2 separate regions of the Capra hircus genome follow, and region 1 is linked to region 2. The links are chromatin contacts, called in public Hi-C maps. All regions are on one chromosome and are shown on one strand. The core of a region is the stretch at or near the end of the contact, and the rest is flanking DNA. Distances in the headings are between cores, read along the strand shown. Region 1 overlaps FXYD6 (FXYD domain-containing ion transport regulator 6). Region 2 has its middle 33 kb from the start of TMPRSS4.

Region 1 (6,320 bases), core at 2,846-5,345, 230 kb after region 2:
GTATCATTTACAGATATGTCCACAGAGAAACCAAAAGAATCTATAGGTAAATTATTAGAAATAGTAAGAGAGTTTAGTAAGATGATTGGATTTAAGATCAGTGTATACAAATCAATTGCCTTTCTCCATACCAGCAAAAATTCGCAAACACAAGAGACAGTATTTTAAATAACAATAAAATAATAAGGTACCTAGCAATATATCTAACAGAAGATGTGGAAGACCTATATGAAAGCATTTATAAAACTTTATTGAAATACACTGAGGGACTTCCCTGCCAGTCGAGTGGGCAGTGGTTAAGACTCTGCGCTTCCACTACAGGGGCACAGGTTCGATTCCTGGTCAGGGAACTGAAATCCCACATGCCCCATGGCAGAGGCAAAAAAAAAAAAAAAAAACATTGAAAAGAATCTAAACAAATGAAAAGATTTATTTATAGATAGACTCAATATCACAAAAATGTTAATTGTCCCTATGTTCTGTGAAGTGAAGTGAAAGTCACTCTGCTGTGTCCAACTCTTTGTGACCCCATGGACTATGCAGTCCATGGAATTCTCCAGGCCAAAATACTGGAGCGGGAAGCCTTTCCCTTCTCCAGGGGATGTTCCTAACCCAGGGATTGAACCCAGGTCTCCCACATTGCAGGTGGATTTTTTTCCAATTGAGCCACAAGGGAGTAGGTGAATTGTGATTCCAATAGAAATCCCAGTCATTTTAGATGAATTTGACAGACTGATTTGAAACTTTATATATAAGAGCAGAAGACCAAGAATAGCTAAGACATTTTTGAAGGAAGAGGTAAGAGAGGCAGAGAAGAGGGGAGAAAAAGAAGAGGGAGCTGCTTCCGCCACTGGGGAAGATTGCCATAAAGCTATAGGAACTGAAACAGTGATCTTGATGCAGGAACAGACAAACGGACCAAGAGATCCAAAGAGAAAGGCCAGAAACAGACCCACACCTGAACAGAAACCAGATACGTGACATGAGTGGCCGTGCGCACCGTGCGGGAAGATACCGACAAGCGGTGCTGTCCAGGACATCTGATGGTCAGGTGTAAAGAGCAAGAATTGGATTCCAACCTCATGCCTTCCATAGACATCCATTCTGGATGGAATACAGACTTGAATGTAAAAGACAGAACTTTAACATATTTAGAAGGAAAAAAAATTTTTAAGTATTTATTTGGCTGTACTGAGGCTTAGTTACGGCATGAAGGCTCTTCAGTTTCAGCATGTGGGACCTTTTAGTTGCAGTGTGAAATCTTTAGTTTTGGCCTGCGGGATCTAGTTCTTTGACCAGGATGGAACCTGGCTCCCTGCATTGAGAGTACAGAGTCTTAACTGCGGGACCACCAGGGAAGTCCTGCAAATCCTTTCTGACTCAGTGCGACAAGGAATATCTTTAAACAAGACAGAAAGATCATTGCGTGCAGTCATTCGTATTAATAAATTGTATTCATTGAGAGACAGTAAAAATGTAAAAAGGCAAGTATACTTAGTGACAAAACTTTAGTATCCAGAATAATAAGTGATTAATAGTGATGTCAACCCATTGGAAAACTGAGCGGAAGACAGGAAAGGCCCATCACTGATGAAGAAGCAGGAATGGCAAGTAAACAATCAAAAGCTAAACTCCATTTCTAAGGAATCCAGTTGAGACCATAGTTTACACCTCTAGATTGGCAGAAATTAAGCAGTCTAGTAACAGCAAGTATTGATAAGGATGTGGAGTAATAGGGACAGTCATATGCAATGGTGGGCCTTTAAAGAGGGGATGGTCACTTGGAAAATAGTTTGAAAATTTTCTATAAAGTTGATAATTTGTACAACCCAATGACTTAACTCCTAAACTTATCTCTTGAATATAATTTTTCAAACTGCAGAGTAACCCACTAATTAATTTATAGGGCTAGCCATTAATTGGCCTAACCATTTTTTCTTTAAAGAAACAGAATAGAAACTATCAGAGGGCATCATCCTTTTTAAGGCTAAGTACTGTTTAGCAATATTGTTATTTCTGGTTTACATGTATGTATGTTTGTACTGGGTTCCAATGTAAAAAATATTTCCTGTGAAAGTGGTAGTGAAAAGATTTGAAAAACAGTGCCCTTGTGTGCTAGGCAACAAACTCAAAATATGTTTAAAAACTACACTATAATAGCACATAATTGGGGGAAAATCTGTTGATAGAATGGACCAATACATGATAATATTTACCTGCACAGTGGAGTATTACATAACACTGAAAAATGAGTTAACTGTGTTTATGAATGAGTCTTAGAAGTGTTGAACAACAACAAAAAAGCCAGTCTCAGAAGATGAAACAAAGTGATACGATTATAAAGCTCAAAGAAGCTCCACTGATGTATTCTTTAACAGACTGGTTCCAAATAGGAAAAGGAGTATGTCAAGGCTGTATATTGTCACCCTGCTTATTTAACTTATATGCAGAGTACATCATGAGATACGCTGGTCTGGAAGAAACAGAAGCTGGAATCAAGATTGCCGGGAGAAATATCAATAACCTCAGATATGCAGATGACACCACCCTATGGCAGAAAGTGAAGAGGAACTAAAAAGCCTCTTGATGAAAGTAAAAGAGGAGAGTGAAAAAGTTGGCTTAAAGCTCAACATTCAGAAAACGAAGATCGTGGCATCTGGTCCTATTACTCCATGGGAAATAGATGAGGAAACAGTGGAAACAGTGTCAGACTTTATTTTTGGGGGCTCCAAAATCACTGCAGATGGTGATTGCAACCATGAAATTAAAAGACGCTTACTCCTTGGAAGAAAAGTTATGACCAACCTAGATAGCATATTCAAGAGCAGAGACATTACTCTGCCGACTAAGGTCCGTCTAGTCAAGGCTATGGTTTTTCCAGTAGTCATGTATAGATGTGAGGGTTGGACTGTGAAGAAGGCTGAGTGCTGAAGAATTGATGCTTTTGAACTGTGGTGTTGGAGAAGACTCTTGAGAGTCCCTTGGACTGCAAGGAGATCCAACCAGTCCATTCTGAAGGACATCAGCCCTGGGATTTCTTTGGAGGGAATGATGTTCTGAAGCTGAAACTCCAGTACTTTGGCCACCTCATGCGAAGGGTTGACTCATTGGAAAAGACTTTGATGCTGGGAGGGATTGAGGGCAGGAGAAGAAGGGGACGACCGAGGATGAGATGGCTGGATGGCATCACTGACTCAATGGACGCCAGTCTGAGTGGACTCTGGGAGATGGTGGTGGACAGGGAGGCCTGGCGTGCTGCGATTCATGGGGTCGCAAAGAGTCGGACACGACTGAGCGACTGAACTGACTGACTGAAGTGATAAATATTCTTTAAAAAGAACTATATATATATATATATATATCTCCATACAATGAAATATAATTCAGCCGTAAAAAGTACTGATACATGCTACAGTATGGATGAACCTTGAAAGCTTTATGCTAAGTGAAGAAACCAGATGCAAAAGGCTGTGTATTTTATAATAGGTTTATATAAAAGACCCAGACTAGGCAAATCCATAGCGACAGAAAGTAGCTAGGTTAGTAACTGTCAGGGACTGTGAGAAAGGGAAGATGAGAAATGACTGCCAGTGGGCACCAGCTTCCTTTGGGGATGATGAATGTTTCTTAGGGATGATAGTTGCACAATTTTGTGACTATACTAAACACCATTGGATTGTACACTTTAAAATGGATTTTTGGTATGTGAATTGTATCTTAATTTTTAAACTTTTTTTTTAAGAAAAGGAACTGATTAAACATGTATGTTCAGGGTACTGTTTACCTCTGGGAGTAAGGCAAGGGGATGGGTTGGAGGAAATAGATATAAACGTAGCAGCGTGTACAAAGTGCCAGTTCTGAAGCGGCTTTATGGGTGTTTCCTTTTACTGTTTCATTATGTGTGTTACATGGGTTTTTATACATGTGAAATAGAATGTGAAATTTAAAAGATACAAATATTACATGAAGTGACATTAAAAGCAAACGACTGCCTTATGAGAAATGCTTCTTGAATTCCGAGTGGAGTCCAGGGTCGCTGCTGTGGTTTGATTGCAGATGGAGCTATTCTGACCTCTGCTGGCCGGGAGGTGAAGGGCAGCTGGGGCCTGCGGGCTGCCGGGCCAGGAGAGGCATGAACCCTCCGAGCACGTGTGGTCCTGGCTGCTAGAGAGTGTGTAGGAGGTCAGACCGCAGCCTGCCTCACCCCACTAAGAAAGAGCAAGCAGCTTTGGGCTTTTCTGGCCTGGGTTTCTTTGCTTTTACCTCTCTGGCTCTCTAGTGCCCTCCTTTAAGCCCAGGGGTGAGGCATGTGTAACTGCACCGAAATCCATCCCTGGGGGGGACCAGCTGCCCTGCCCTTGGCCTCCATCCAGATGGCCCATCCAGGGACCACTGGCCCGAGACCAGGGGCTTGAGCAGAAGTCTCAGGCACCTGCTGGGGAAGGGGGGGCCAGGCGCTGATGCTCCGAGAACCTGTCTCCATGTTCCCTTTGTTTAATCAAAGGGGTTGAGAGGTTTATGAACTAGAGTCTATGAGAGGAGTTGACTTGGGCACTTTGGAGGTGAGAGGGTGCAGGGGCGCCTTGAGGGAGAGCTGTCAGCCCTTCAGGGATTACTATACAGAGTCCAGGAAACAGCAGGCCTCCCACCCTCACCCCTGGCTGGACACGAGGGGCACTGGTCTCCCTGCCCCCATTTAATCTGATAGAAAGAACTTCCGCCAGTGGGTCTCGGTTGTAGAGGACGAGGGCAGAAGTCCCAGGCATCTTAATGAGCTAGAGATGGCCATGTCTCTGGGTGGTCTAGGGAGGAGGACTCAGGTGAGATGTTCTCCCCAAACCCTTGGGGTTTTGTGACCTTGGCACCGGAGAGGCGGCCTGGTGGAGGCATTCCTGAGCTGGGTTAGGATCCAGGCTCTGCTGCTTGCTACCATGAGTGTTATTCACCTCCTTTAAGCTCAGGCTCTTCACCTGCAAAACGGGTTATTAGTCACAGCGCCTGCTGGTTGAAGTGATTCCATTGTAATTGAATTCATGCTTGCAGAGCCCTCTGTAAGGAGTCTGTCAATGGCAGCTGCTCCGGCTTTCAAACCATCCGAGGGGAGAGCTTGGAGTCAGGGTGGGAGTCCGACTGGGCCCCTGGCCGGGCTGAGGGTTAGAGTGGGGCACCTCCTACCCAGAGAATCATTTCCCTCCCTCTGTCCCCAGACGCCATGGAAGTGGTGCTGCTCTTCCTGTGTGGCCTGCTGGCCCCAGCGGTCCTGGCCAGTGGTGAGTACCCCTCAGGACCTGGCTCGACAGGGTGGCAGCCACAGCCCTTTCTCATGGAAGGTCCTGGCCCTGTGGGACACTCGGGGTGAGGGGGTCTGAGATTCGACATGTCTGATCAGCTTCCCTGCCTTTAGCCTGCAAAGAAAATCCTGGAAGGCAGCAGCTAACTCAGCCCCCAATCCAGCCTGCCCACCTCTCTCCCCACTGGCTCCTGCCATCAAGCCCAGCAGGTCCCTGTAGACTCAGCCTGAATACTGGGAGCCAGACTTGCACGTCAGTCTAGACTGTGCGAGTCACATTTCCTCCCTTGGTTTCAGCCTCCCCACCTGTAACAAGAAGAAAATCCCCCTGCCTTTTGGGGATGATTTAAGATTCAGAAGGGGCAATACGTGTGGCTCCTGTGAACACTGACTCAGACTTGGGCTCTGAGCTGCACCTGCCTTTGGCCCCCGCAGTGACCCTGGCAAGGCCGGCCCAGCCTTCCATGCTTCTGTGAGCATCTCTGCTTCCTGAGCCCTGCTTTCCAGGGATCGCTGTGTGGGGAATGAGGCCTGTGAGACAAGGTGGGAGACTTGGGAATCAGGATGTGAGCTGTCTTCCTCTTGACCACGCCTGTTTGTTTTTCCAGCCGCTGAGCAGGAGAAAGAAAAGGACCCTTTTCATTATGGTGAGTGGTGATGGTGGGGGGAGGTGCAGCCCCATGCAGGGGCGGGACGGATGTGCTCTCCCTGGCCCTTCGCCTCTTCTGTCTCTCACCCTTGTTCCTTTCGCAGACTACCAGACGCTGAGAATTGGGGGACTGGTGTTTGCCGTGGTCCTCTTCTCGGTGGGGATCCTGCTTATCCTCAGTGAGTATGTTTGTTCCTCTGTTCACTCTCTAAGGACAATGTCTGTGGCTGTGAAGCAGGTGGCATACGGTAGTTCTCTCTCCTGGAGAGGGAAGGAGCCCGTCTATCTTCCTAGTTATCTCCAGAACCTAATACATTGCTGGGCACATAATAGGTGCTCAGTGAAACAGCGAAGCATGAACAAAATAAGTACTCGATGAAA
Region 2 (6,023 bases), core at 2,811-5,310:
GAGCCCAGACTCTTGCATCTTTCTATGCATAGAAAAGCACTAAAGTCCTTACCTTGAGATATCTGTTTTCTTTAACTAACAAAAATCTTTTGATGTTCCCAACTACCCGCCCTTTGTCACAAAACTCCTGTGTTTTCTAGCTCCTCCCCTCACCTCCTCAGAGCAGTTTCTCAGAACTATCTGAAATGCTGTCTCCTGGGCTGCATTCCTTTGCAGCCCCAAATAAAACTTAACTTGCACCTCCCATGTTGTCCAAAGAAATGTTTAACAGCGGGCTAGGTATATTAAATGCATTTTTAAGTACATGCATTTTTGACTTACGATATTGTCAACTTAGGATGAGCTTATCAGGACATAACCTCACTGTCGAGGAAGATCTGTACCTCTGTTTTAACAGAGGGCAGGAGACACCAGCAGAAGGCAGGTCCCGTTGAAAGTCGTCACATTCCACCATGAACGCAATACTGGACAGGCTGCACGAGGCGCAGTAGCCCGCCGCCCCTGGTTCCAGGCGCCAGCACTGGAGTGGCGGCGAGACTGTGCGGTCCAGAGTGAGGAAGCCTGTTGCAATAAAGTAGCTGGTGAGTTTCTTTGGAAGCCAGGAAATAGGGCATGACTTTGCTATGCTGACTTTGTGGGATGGGGTCCCACAGCTCAGCCTGGCTCTGGCACACATGCCAGGTGTCTTGGAGGGCCTTGGAAGGGACAGGCAAGAATGTAAGATTGGAGGCACAGGAAGCAGGATGGCCTTCCCTTTTCTGAGATCTCCTGGACAGGTATGGAGACCACCATGACTCAAGGGAACTGGGTCCAGGGTGGGGTTTTGGGGACTGCAGGTGAGAGGAGTCCTTATAAGCCCCTTATAGACCAAGGAATTACAGAAATTGTAGGACGTGAGCCTCCACGTGAGTAAGACCATAGTGAGCATATTGCTCTTGAGGGTGGAGGTGGGGTGTGTCAAGCGTCTGTGCAGGTCGTCCAAGGACGGGACCCACTTGGGCTTCCCTCGTGGCTCAGGTGTCTCAGACAGTAAAGCATCCGCCTGCAATGCGGGAGACCTGGGTTTAATCCCTGGGTTGGGAACATCCCCTGGAGAAGGGAATGGCTATCCACTCCAGTATTCTGGCTGGGAGAATTTCATGGACTGTATAGTCCCCGGGTTTGCAAAGAGTCGGACAAGGGATTTTACTTTCACTACTTTCACTTGCTGCCTCTATTCAGCCACCAGGGGGCAAACAGGCTCCAGGAATGATTTCTCCTGGTTCAGCTTGCCTGGAGGAGAGTGATAAGGTATCATCAGGAGGGGATGGCCAGAGTGTGAGAGCAAAGACTGCAGCTGGGTCCCAGCACTGAACTTGACCTTTTAAAATCACTCTGTTATTATCCCCAGCACTAGCATTACTCGATTCATTTATTCAAGAAACATTTGCCCAGCACCTGGGAGGGGCCAGTTCTGAGCTGGTGGGCTCTGGAGACCCGAATCAAATAAACTTGCTTGGACCCTGGCAGAGAGGTGGACCCTCAAAACTGAAGTCTCCCTGGGATGGATTTGTGCTGTGACAGAGGGACCCACTGAAGACAGTGGGGACACCTAGGAGGGCGGGGTGAATTTGCCTGAGACTTGGGAGAAAGCTTCCTACTGTTGGTGGTGTTTGCTGTGGGACTGAGCAACAGTGCAACAGGCTGAAATGTTAGGGAAAATGTATTCCTGGCTGGAGAAGGCCAAATCGTGGAGGCTTGTCCGAGCTGGCTAGACAGGTGGACATCCAAGGGAGGAGGCTGGCTGGTGGAGGCTACCAGGCTGGGGAATGATGGGCGCTTGTCTCTCTCTGATGAGAGAAGAGTCTTATTTGGGAGCCAGAGCAGACCCATGTTTTCTGGGGGCCTGAAGTTTCAATGGTTTTGCAGCCTTTCTTAAAGCAAGAATACAGAAATAAAACCAAAATTAGATAGAGTGGCTTGGAGAGGTCCTTGCAGGTGAGGGACCTGACGTTTAAGCTTATTAGCTTTGTGTAAAAACCTGGCAGCAAATTGCTTTTGCTCTCTTTCCTTTCTCTCTTCCTTTGGGGAGCTCTGGACCCCTGAGCAGCTAGTCAAGACTGGATTCAGGAAACCCGAGTCTGTGGTCTCCTCTGGAGGCCGAGCTGCTTTGTCAGGGTAAAAGGAGGTCAGTGGGGGTGACTTTTCATACTGAGTCTATGCAAATAGTGCCCTGAAATTGTTCCAAGGGGTGGCCTTAAATCTAACTGTAACTCCTGTTAATGCTTTAAGTAATGCACAGGTGGGGCTTCCCTGGTGGCTCACCGGTAATGAATCTGCCTGCCAATGCAGGAGCCCTGGGTTCGAGCCCTGGGTTGGGAAGATCCCCTGGGGAAGGAAATGGCAACCTGCTCCAGTATTCTTGCCTGGAGAATCCCATGGACAGAAGAGCCTGGTGGGCTACAGTGCATGGGGTCACTAAAGAGTCGGACATGACTGAGCGACTTAATAACAGCAACGCTCAGGTATGGAGGCTTTTTGCACTGGCCAGGCGCTTTCATCTTGTGTCGTTCTCACCCCATCCTGGTGAGGCACGTAAACGGCTCCCTCCACCAAGGCTCACAACTGGGCCTAAGGACACCTGGCTGAACCCCCCGCAGGTTGGGACCTCACACCCCTCTTGCCCTCGGTGCTTCTCTTTCACTACTGGTTCAACAGTATTTAAACCCAAGCTTGCCCTCTTGGCCCCCTGTACAGAGAACTGATTCACCATAGTAGTGAAACCACAAATGACTCGGCTGGCTTTGGTAGTCCCCCGCCCCTTCCTGCATCGGCTCGGGTGGTAAGGGCAGGCACAGGTAGGGTGGAGCTGACGGCTCTTTTCCTTCACCCTATCTGTACTGTGGTGAGAGAGGGTTCTCACCTTCACCCCCTTTCTGGGCTGTTGGGAGAGCTCACACCTGGGTAAAACCTCGATCTCAAGGCTCCACCCAGGCTGTGGATCTCTGAGACTCAACACTGATTTGCCGAGGGGTCCGATGCCCGTGTTTCAGTCCTAGCCGGGGCAGGTAGGGGAGAGAGATGCCTGCTTATTCCAGTAGCTTTAGTCAAGCTGCGCTGAGCATCCGCTGTGTTAGACACGGTGCTAGCCCCAGCAGGATAGAGCCAAATCAGCCACGCCCTTGTCCGCATGGCTCCCTTCAGCATCTACCTGTGCCAAGTACTTAGCTGGGCGGGGAGACATGGAGAAGGATGAACAGCTGCGAACCTGGGCATGGGAAGCTCACAGTCCAATTCAGGGTCTCAGCAGAGAACGGGAAAAGGCAGAACATAGTCTGTTCAAAACTGGGAAGAATACTTTCTCTGCTTTTGTACTCCAAGCTGGAGTGGGAGGCAGTGCCTTGACCTCAACTGATTTTTTTTTCTTGGCCCTTATGTGGCATTGATAAGCCGGCTTCTACCTCCTTTAAGCATCTCCTTCAAAGTGCATAGCAGAACCCAAGCTCCTGCTTTCCAAAATGGCAAGAGTCAGAAATGGGAGAATGAAATGGGTCAAAGGAATGTTCCTGCTCCCAAGGAAGTGCTTTTACAGGGATTTAGAGGAAATGGGAATGAACTGGAGGAGTCAATGAAACAATTTCCTCCCAATGGTGCAGGAAGGATTGGGAGGCTCTTGTCTGGGGTTCAGTTCAGTACCCATCAGAGGAAAAGAGAGGTGGGAGTCATCCAAGTAGTCAGATGTTTCTAGATGCTTCCAGGCCAGATCCAGAAAAACCCCAAAGCCTCTGAACTTGTAACCACACAAAGCAGCTCTGGTTTATCCTATTTTCTGCAACCTGCAAGAATCCACTTGTGGTTGTGACCAGGAAACAGAGGGGGAGAGGGTTTGAGGGGGCTCTGAGGTAGAAGGACCCCTGGGTGCTCAGAATGAGTTCCTGCCACTGTGCGCATGTTAGCTGTTTCCTCTCCTCCCTGCAAAGGTCTGTCAGAGAGCAACACGAAGACTCAAAATGTAACAACCAACTTGACCTTGAAATTTCCCAGCAGCTGCAGGAGCCCAGAGACAGCAGGGGTGGCTGATGGTTAGTGTGGGCGGCTGGGTGTTGGGTCACCTGGGCCGTGTGTGACTTCTGGCTCATCTGAGCAGAGACCTGGCTTTGTTTGGGCAAGGGCCTTGGCATAAGCTCCCCTGGCTGACCTGGCAGCACCCCTTCCTGACAGGCTTTGGAGCTTGGGAACCTCTGGGATACTCCTTGGGAGAAGGAAGATGCTCTGTGATTCCCCGAAGGCTCATGTGAGCCTTGCATAGATGGTGTGAGGTGCATACCACTCATGAGTTCTTCATTTCACAAAAGACAAGCTTGAAGTTGAGAGTGGTCACCCAAGATGGCACAGCTGGTGGGTGCTAGGGCTTGGGGCTGCTCCCTGGACGGTCTCTCTGAAGGCAAACCCTGTGCTCTTTCCAGGACTCTCAGTTTTACAAAGCCTTTCCCATTCCTGCTCCTCCCAAGGAGCCTGGGCCCCTGGGAACCCTCCAAGCTCCAGAGATGCCTCTACAGCATAAGCTGGTTTGAACTCAGTGGCAGAGGTCCCCCCACCAAAAACTCCCCAAACCTCCTCCCTCAGCACCTAGTGGAGGAGGTACTGTTAACATAGAGGAAGTGTTGACAGCAATTAACACTTAGTGAGAAAAGTAGCCAAGCTTTTGGATCCTGCCTCCTCAGTTCAGTTCAGTTCAGTTCAGTCGCTCAATCATGTCCGACTCTCTGCGACCCCATGGACTGCAGCACGACAGGCCTCCCTGTCCATCACCAACTCCCAGAGTTTACTCAAACTCATGTCCATTGAGTCAGTAATGCCATCCAACCATCTCATTCTCTGTCGTCCCCTTCTCCTCCCACCTTTAATCTTGCCCAGCATCAGGGTCTTTTCAAATGAGTCAGTTCTTCCCATCAGGTGGCCAAAGTATTAGAGTTTCAGCTTCAGCATCAGTTCTTCCAATGAACACTCAGGACTGATCTCCTTTAGGATGGACTGGTTGGATCTCCTTGCAGTCCAAGGGACTCTCAAGAGTCTTCTCCGACATCACAGTTCAAAAGCATCAGTTCTTTGGTGCTCAGCTTTCTTTATAGTTCAACTCTCACATCCATACATGACTACTGGAAAAACCATAGCCTTGACTAGACAGACCTTTGTTGGCAAAGTAATGTCTCTGTTTTTTAATATGCTGTCTAGGTTGGTCATAACACCTGCCTCCTAGCCATAAACAATTGTCAGTGTTTACGAGGGTATTTATGTCTTTACAAATTCTAAAAGTGATTGGTGGTGATTCAGTCACTAAGTTGTGTCTGACTCTTGTGACCCCATGGACTGTAGCCTGCCAGGCTCCTCTGCCCATGGGATTTCCCAGGCGAAAATACTGGAGTGGGTGGCAGTTTTCTTCTCTAGGGGATCTTCTGAACCCAGGGATCAAATCTGGGTCTCCTGCATTGCAGGTAGATTGTTTACCAACTGAGCCACCAGGGAAGCCCACTCTAGTATATATGCACATTATAAAATATAAATTAAAAATAAGTAAAAAGGAAAAACACATGCGAGAGTTATAGCTTCCAGACGTAGAGAATGGACTTGTAGACAGGAAGTTGGGGGAAAGGGAGGGTGAGACGAATTGGCGGAGTTGCACTGACGTATATACACTACCCTGTGTGAAATAGACAGCTAGTGGGAAGCTGCTGTAGAGTACAGGGAGCTCAGCTCGGTGTTCTGTGATGGCCTAGAGGGGTGGGATGCGGGTGATGGGAGGAAGGTTGGAGGGAGGGTGGTTCAAGAGGGAGGGGATATGTGTATACTTATAGCTTATTCTCTTTGTTGTACAGCAAAAACTAACTCAACATTGTAAAGCAATTATACTCTAATAAAAAAATAAATACAAGATTGATGGCATTGCAGATTCACTGTTTGGACTCCAGCACCCTTGGTCACCTCTTGGCAGAGCTATTCCGCTCTGCTGGCTCATGGTGCCAGTGCCCCCTGTTGCTGCCAGA

What was found. A called contact is a pair of places that touch in the nucleus more often than the background predicts.
Region 1: a Hi-C map of blood shows a contact between it and region 2, with 11 times the contacts expected there. The contact joins two enhancer-like sites. A contact is called at or near these places in 2 of 5 Hi-C or Micro-C datasets (both in blood).

The regions. Positions count from the first base shown.
Region 1 is chr15:53,839,631-53,845,950 of ARS1.2, forward strand. It overlaps FXYD6 (FXYD domain-containing ion transport regulator 6), which reads left to right. Exons shown (of 8, transcript XM_018059729.1): 2 at 5,208-5,270; 3 at 5,899-5,937; 4 at 6,044-6,118. The coding sequence starts at 5,213. Among named protein-coding and RNA genes, the nearest start is that of FXYD2, 18 kb to the right of the region's middle. Within about 2 kb of position 4,096, at least 3 of the 5 cell types and tissues checked have an H3K27ac peak or open chromatin away from gene starts, as enhancers often do.
Region 2 is chr15:53,606,636-53,612,658 of ARS1.2, forward strand. No RefSeq gene overlaps it. Among named protein-coding and RNA genes, the nearest start is that of TMPRSS4, 33 kb to the left of the region's middle. Within about 2 kb of position 4,061, at least 1 of the 5 cell types and tissues checked has an H3K27ac peak or open chromatin away from gene starts, as enhancers often do.